Regions from separate parts of the Mus musculus genome. Here region 2 is linked to region 1. Evidence: chromatin contacts called from public Hi-C data. All regions are on one chromosome and are shown on one strand. The core of a region is the stretch at or near the end of the contact, and the rest is flanking DNA. Distances in the headings are between cores, read along the strand shown.

Evidence for each region. Hi-C and Micro-C count contacts between places; a contact is called where the count stands out from the background.
Region 2: a contact with region 1 is called in a Hi-C map of the N1E-115 cell line, with 11 times the contacts expected there. The contact joins two enhancer-like sites. A contact is called at or near these places in 4 of 484 Hi-C or Micro-C datasets (the N1E-115 cell line, cortical neurons and uterus) and 2 of 115 datasets of contacts at active chromatin or transcription factors (astrocytes and embryonic basal ganglia).

The regions. Positions count from the first base shown.
Region 1 is chr2:169,060,098-169,062,993 of GRCm38.p6, forward strand. No RefSeq gene overlaps it. Among named protein-coding and RNA genes, the nearest start is that of Gm52536, 18 kb to the right of the region's middle. Within about 2 kb of position 1,629, at least 14 of the 459 cell types and tissues checked have an H3K27ac peak or open chromatin away from gene starts, as enhancers often do. A contact at or near this core is called in the N1E-115 cell line, where this site is marked.
Region 2 is chr2:169,473,644-169,476,709 of GRCm38.p6, forward strand. All of the region lies in intron 2 of Gm34112 (a long non-coding RNA gene), which reads right to left. The region is part of intron 1 of Gm14249 (predicted gene 14249); the gene reads left to right. Among named protein-coding and RNA genes, the nearest start is that of Gm14249, 13 kb to the left of the region's middle. Within about 2 kb of position 1,643, at least 10 of the 459 cell types and tissues checked have an H3K27ac peak or open chromatin away from gene starts, as enhancers often do. A contact at or near this core is called in the N1E-115 cell line, where this site is marked.

The DNA.
Region 1 (2,896 bases), core at 379-2,878:
TATGCATGTGTGTTTATATGTGTATGTGTGTGCATATGTTTATGTGGGTGCATGTATGTGTGTTTCTATGTGTGTGTATGTGTATGCACATGTGTATGTGGGTGCATGTATGTGTGTGTACATGTTTATGTGTGCTTCTACATGTGTCTGTATGTGTGTTTCTATGTGTGTGTGTATGTGTGTCTCCTAATGACTTGATTTGGCTTGCTAACTTGCAGGCTGGGAGAGGGGTTGCTGACAGACACACAGCAACTTAGCAGAGGCTGTACCAATGAAGAAAATAATGGTCTCCATCCTCTGGATTCATTCGGAGGATGTAGGTGTCTCTAGGATGTGAAGTTTTTCTGTTTCTTTTGGAGGAGAGGAGGGTGAGGCCCAGGAAGTGCCTTGCTTAGGGTCACAATCTGGTGCTGTTCGAGGAAGGAAGGAGAGGAGACTTGCCTCAGGTCTGCGCAGGTACGCATCCTCTGGGAGCCCCTCCCGGAGGCAGGGCTGGCCAGGGAGACGCTGGACTGTTCCAAGTGTCAGAGAAAAGCGTTGCCTGCTTGCTTCCGCACGTGCTACTTCCCGAGAAGGTGTTCCATCAACAGAAATGCTGATTCTCTGGCTTTCTCACGCTAAATTTAGAAATGACATTTGCATTTCCGCAGATCCACAGCACCGGCTTAGAAACAGTTCCCAGAGCCGGGGCCAAGTGAATAGTTTCCCTTTCTTGGCTGTGGGGAATTAGCAAAAATTAGGATGTGCCTGTAACAGGGTAGATGAAGACAGTTGAAAATAGTAAATGCATCCTTTTTAGGAGGTAAAAATCAGTTGTACCTCCAGTTAAATGCAGGGGTTCCAGCCAAATTTCTTCCCTCGATCCCTAACTCTGCCCCTCCCTCTTCCCTCCTCAGTGTCCATCTTCTTTTGTGTGTGTGTGTGTGTGTGGGGGGGCTTGTTAATTTTGAATATCAAAGTTTTTTAAAAATTTTATTTATTTATTGTGTGCATGCTTGTGTGTGCGTGTGTATGTGTATGCACATGTGAGTGTATATGTGTGTGTGCATGTGCCTGTGTATGTATGTGTGTGTGCATGTGTGTGCATGTACCTGTGTGTGTGCCTGTGCCTGTGTGTATGTGTGTGTGTGCACATGTGTATGTGTGTGTGTGTGTGATGCGCAAATATGCACAAACACACAGGCCACAGGGTGCTATGGAGGTCAGAGGACAAATTGCAGGCATGGGTTCTTTTCTTCATCTGGGCTCCAGGGGTAGAACCTAGGCCATCAGGCTTGGTGGCAAGCACCCTTTGCCCTCTGAGCCATCTCGCTGGTCCCAAACCTGACCATTTCTTATACCTTATTGGCAGCTCAAGATCTGAGGGAAGTTCCTGTTAGACTGCAACTCACCCGTTCTGCCTGCAGTTCCTGTGCACTTCTTAGTCCGTTTGATGGAGTTCAAACATTTGAAGAATTACACTGACTTTTTCCGTCTTGGCAGAGTTCTCCCAGCTATTGAGCAAAGGAACAAACAGCTTGTTTCCTGGTCAAGAGGGCGGGAAGCTGTCAACTCCCATCTGTCTCAGGGGTTGATCTACTTTTGGTGGTAATGTTCTACCGTTTCCCGGAGTCTATAAAATCATGAGCACATGTCACCACAAGAGGGCAGTGTGCGCTCTCTCCAGGAGCCCGTACAAATCCTGCCTTTCCCGCGGTGGGTAAAAGGATTTGTCTGGCAAAGGGCAAACCCATTAGGCATCAACATCCTGCATTTTCTTGCTGTTGCTTGTCATCATGGAAGCAATGATTGGAAAGTCCTGATTACCCGCACGATCTCCTAGACAGCGCACGTCTCTAAGCGCTTGCTTTCCAACGTACTGCTTTTGATTTTCACCTGTGCTACCCACGGAACGGGGGACCTAGGGGCACTTTCCCTGCTGCTGTTGGGAGAGCCTGTCTTATCTCTGTGGAGGTTCTCATCTGCGTGGGGGGCTGGTCCCGAGGTACCAGGAATGTGTTTAACAAGACAGCAATAGCTAAAGTTTTTAAAAGAGCCTTCATTCGTCTCTTGCAGGGGCTGCTGGTGGGGGATGTCATTATTAGTGCAAAATGTTCTGGAAAGTTCTCGATGATAATAACCTAAGGCAAGCATACATGAAGAATCAGTGAATTACGTTTTCAGTCCTTTTTTTTTCTTTAACCGACATGCCAAAAAAGTAAGATTTTTTTTTTTGATTTCATAAGCAAAGCCCAGAGGTGACATTTGTACAGTTGAAATATGGCCTACTGTGACTCCGTAGAATCTCATCAATAGATCTCTTTGCCAGATGGACCTGGGACTGGCAAAATCACCATCATGTCAGTGTTTCAGCTTGCGTTTGACTGGGTGTGAGGCAGTGAAGTGAGGGTCTGGGGCAAAGACCCTCTTTGCTTTCTCTTTTTATACAAAAATTCAGCAAATCAATTGTTGGCTTTAGACCTGCAGGGCAGAGTCTCCGTGTAGGCTGCTGTGTGACTTTCTGCTGAAGGTGAGGCCAGAGGCTCTCTGGAGGGCAGTGAGGATTGGTGGGCCAATGTGGATGTTCTAAGATGAGGGATCATCACTGGGTAGCCGCGAAGGTCAGGGAGAGCAGCCGATGCTGCCACTGGGGAGAGAGGTAGAACGTTCCAGAAAGATGGTGCTGGGTCCGTTAGGTCTTGATCGCTGGTGTCTGGCAATGACAGACAGAAAGATTTTCCCCAACAGAAACAGAGCAAATGAGGTTACAAATACATCCATGCACTGATGGCCAGGGATTCAAGCACTACATGCCTCCTGGGCTGGTACCTCACAGGCTGCAGAAAACCCATGATGTCACACCCCAGCAGGGAAGCCGGGAAGGTGAGATTTGTGACCCTTGGCACTCAGTCGGGGA
Region 2 (3,066 bases), core at 393-2,892, 410 kb after region 1:
ATTTTTCCACATTCCCAAGATTCCAACCAACCTCAGGTCTGAATTAACTCAGATATGCTGTTTTGTTTACATAGAATATCCCTAACAGATGTGTGAGGACATTAGGGTCCCCTGGGAATATGTTTTCGAAAGAGAATCCTTCTTATTCCTTCTTCAGGTGGGTTTTTTTGTTGTGTGCTGGTGACTTGTGGAAAATGGACCACCTCTGGCTTAGCGATCAGGTCTGAACATTTCAGATGATGATAAACTCTATTTCATAGCATTTATCATTCCAGACATAAAAGTAATATATGTCAATGTCCTTTGAAAACTTCTCTGAGACACCATATACATGAATTATAATAACAAACATTTTTAGTTTTACAAAACAGATCATCCAACCTGACTAATAAAAGGTGACACAGGATCTAAGGAGATGACCCCGTACTTGTTGTACAAGCACGAAGACCTGATTTCAGACCCCCTAGTTAAAAAAGGGAATGGTTATAGGCACCTCTAACACTAGCACTGTCTGGGGCAGAAACAGGAGGGTCTACTGGGCTGGCTGAGTGCCAGCCTTGTTCCAAGTTCAGTGAGAGAACCTGTCTCAAAGGAACAATAAGGAGAGTGATCAACGAGGAAGACAGCAACATTCTTTCTCTGTCCTCTACACATGCATGTAAGAGTGTATTCATCCACACAAAGAGTGAGAAGATACCACACATACATATATGCATGCCTGTGTGTGCATGCACGCACATGTGCGCGTGTGCACACACACACACACACAATGGGGAGAGAGGAGAGAGAGAGAGAGAGAGAGAGAGAGAATCCTGCAGAGAGTGTTCTGAATGCCATCTCTGAGCAGAATCGTCATCTCAAGGCTCTTAAATCCTTCAAATAAGGAAGGTCCCAGCCCTCTGCTGCACAGCAATCCCACAATGCCCTGAGCCACACTGTCTAAAGAGTCCTCTTAATTTCACCCCAGAGCTCATCTGCTCTGAGTGCAGTCCTGATATCTTTGAGAGGTGGCAGCCCTCCCCCAATCTTAGTCAATTAAACAAGCTATTGTTTCTGATTAAGATATCACATCCCAGAGAATAACAGCAATTAAAGCTGGAACAGGGACCCCATGGGTCGCGCAGTCCACTTCCCCGCCAGCTCTCAAGGAGGTTTTACATTAGGCTGTAGTTTTATGTGGTTTTCCTGATTTGGTTTTTAAAATCCCAGTACCTGTCAGTGCTAATTACATTCTGGCTGGACATCTCCACCATGACTTGATCAACTTAGCACGGCTGATTTTCACAGGGCTGACACAGAGCGACTGCTGCTTGGTCATCACAGAACACTGGACAGTTGCCGGGCATGCTTCTGGAGGAAGGAAAGCTGTGCGGTGATTTGGTCTCCTGGGGAATTAGAGGGGTTTGTTTTCTGTCGGAAATGCTTTTGTCAGTTACTGTGTTTCAAAATGCTGGTAACATAGTAGGTCTTTTGTTTTCCTTTGGCTAACTTAGAAAAGAAAAGAAAAGAAAAGAAAAGAAAAGAAAAGAAAAGAAAAGAAAAGAAAAGAAAAGAAAAGAAAAGAAAGAAAAGTAGGTGTCTCCTATGCCTAAGTGTTACTTCGCTGGTAACCAATTCCCCCACTGCACGGGAGGCTGGAGCAGTCTGTAGGAGAAACAAATGGTCCCTGAGGATTTATTGCAGGATAGAGCTGATAGTTTACCATGATGCACTGCTGGGTCCTGCTGTTCACTTCCCTCCATTCTCAAGGCTGGAGTGTATGTGACAAATAAAGAAACAGAGGCCACTCCAAAGTCACCATGCCAGAGTCACAGTGGTAAACAGTCTAATTTTAACAAATATTTTATGGATCAAATTTGACCTATTTAATATCTTAAAATAATATTTATTAAATTAAGGAACCGATATGTTGTTAATTTTATCTAGGAATATTTAATATTACATAAATATAATTATTTTCTGTGTAACAATTTTACAAGTCATAAATAGTCAGTGGATTGAAGTTATTAAATAAGATGTTCAGCATGCTAATAAAATAAAAGTTTATTTTAAAACTAAACTGCTATAAATATTAATAATCTGAAACATTTTGGTTTTGTTATTTCCTTTTAAATGGTGTTGGCTCCATTTTGGCCCATTCTTTTTAAAATACCTGGGACCTCTTTCCCTTTGTAGGCCGTGGTCCAATTCCACACTGATGTCCCTGTTACTGTGTTTGGAGTGGAGTCTGTGCAGACTTTCTCACTACCACGGGGCTCCTCACATCTGAGGAAAACAAAAACTGTTATCGTGTTTGATTTCTTAATAATATCTCGAGTAAATCTGCCTCAGAGTGATTTAGGAAATATGTTTTATACAATATTACTGTCATATTCTTTTACAATTAAAACATATTATGCATACTGGAACAAAATAATAATGACCTCTACTCTCTGTCTTTAGCCTCAGCCAACAGGTTTCCAGGAACTCATTTTTGTATCTATTTTGAGAGAGATACTATAGTATTTCAAGCAATATTTCCCTCTAGCAGAGAGAGATGATAGACACATTTTGTTCTGAGTTGTGTGTGTGTGTGTCTGTGTGTTTGTATGTGTGTGTATGTGTGTGTGTGCTTTAAGCATGGAGTGATATTAATGGACAAATGTAATATGCACCACGCCTCACATCGTCTCAGGCCCTCTTTATGTATATTAATTTACTTGACATAGCTGAGTACCCTGTGAGACAGTCCTAGGCATGATGTTCATCCTCAAACAAGGCCACAGGAAGTTCGGAGCTTAAATTAGTTGCTGGAGACTTGAATGAGGTTGAGACTTACATCTCAGACACATTCTGAAATATTAGAAATAACAATGAACACTGATGCTTTTAACATGTATGTGATAGCTCACCTCTTATGAGCCAGTCTCCTAACCTGGACATTTGGACCATTTCTCCTCCCTACCCAGACTTTAAACACTGCGACAGTGACCGTGCTTGACTGCACACACTGCTTTTTCCAATTCTTTGAAACAGAACAACTTGGTTCATTTATACTTTCAGAACTAGAAAAGCAAACAAACCAAC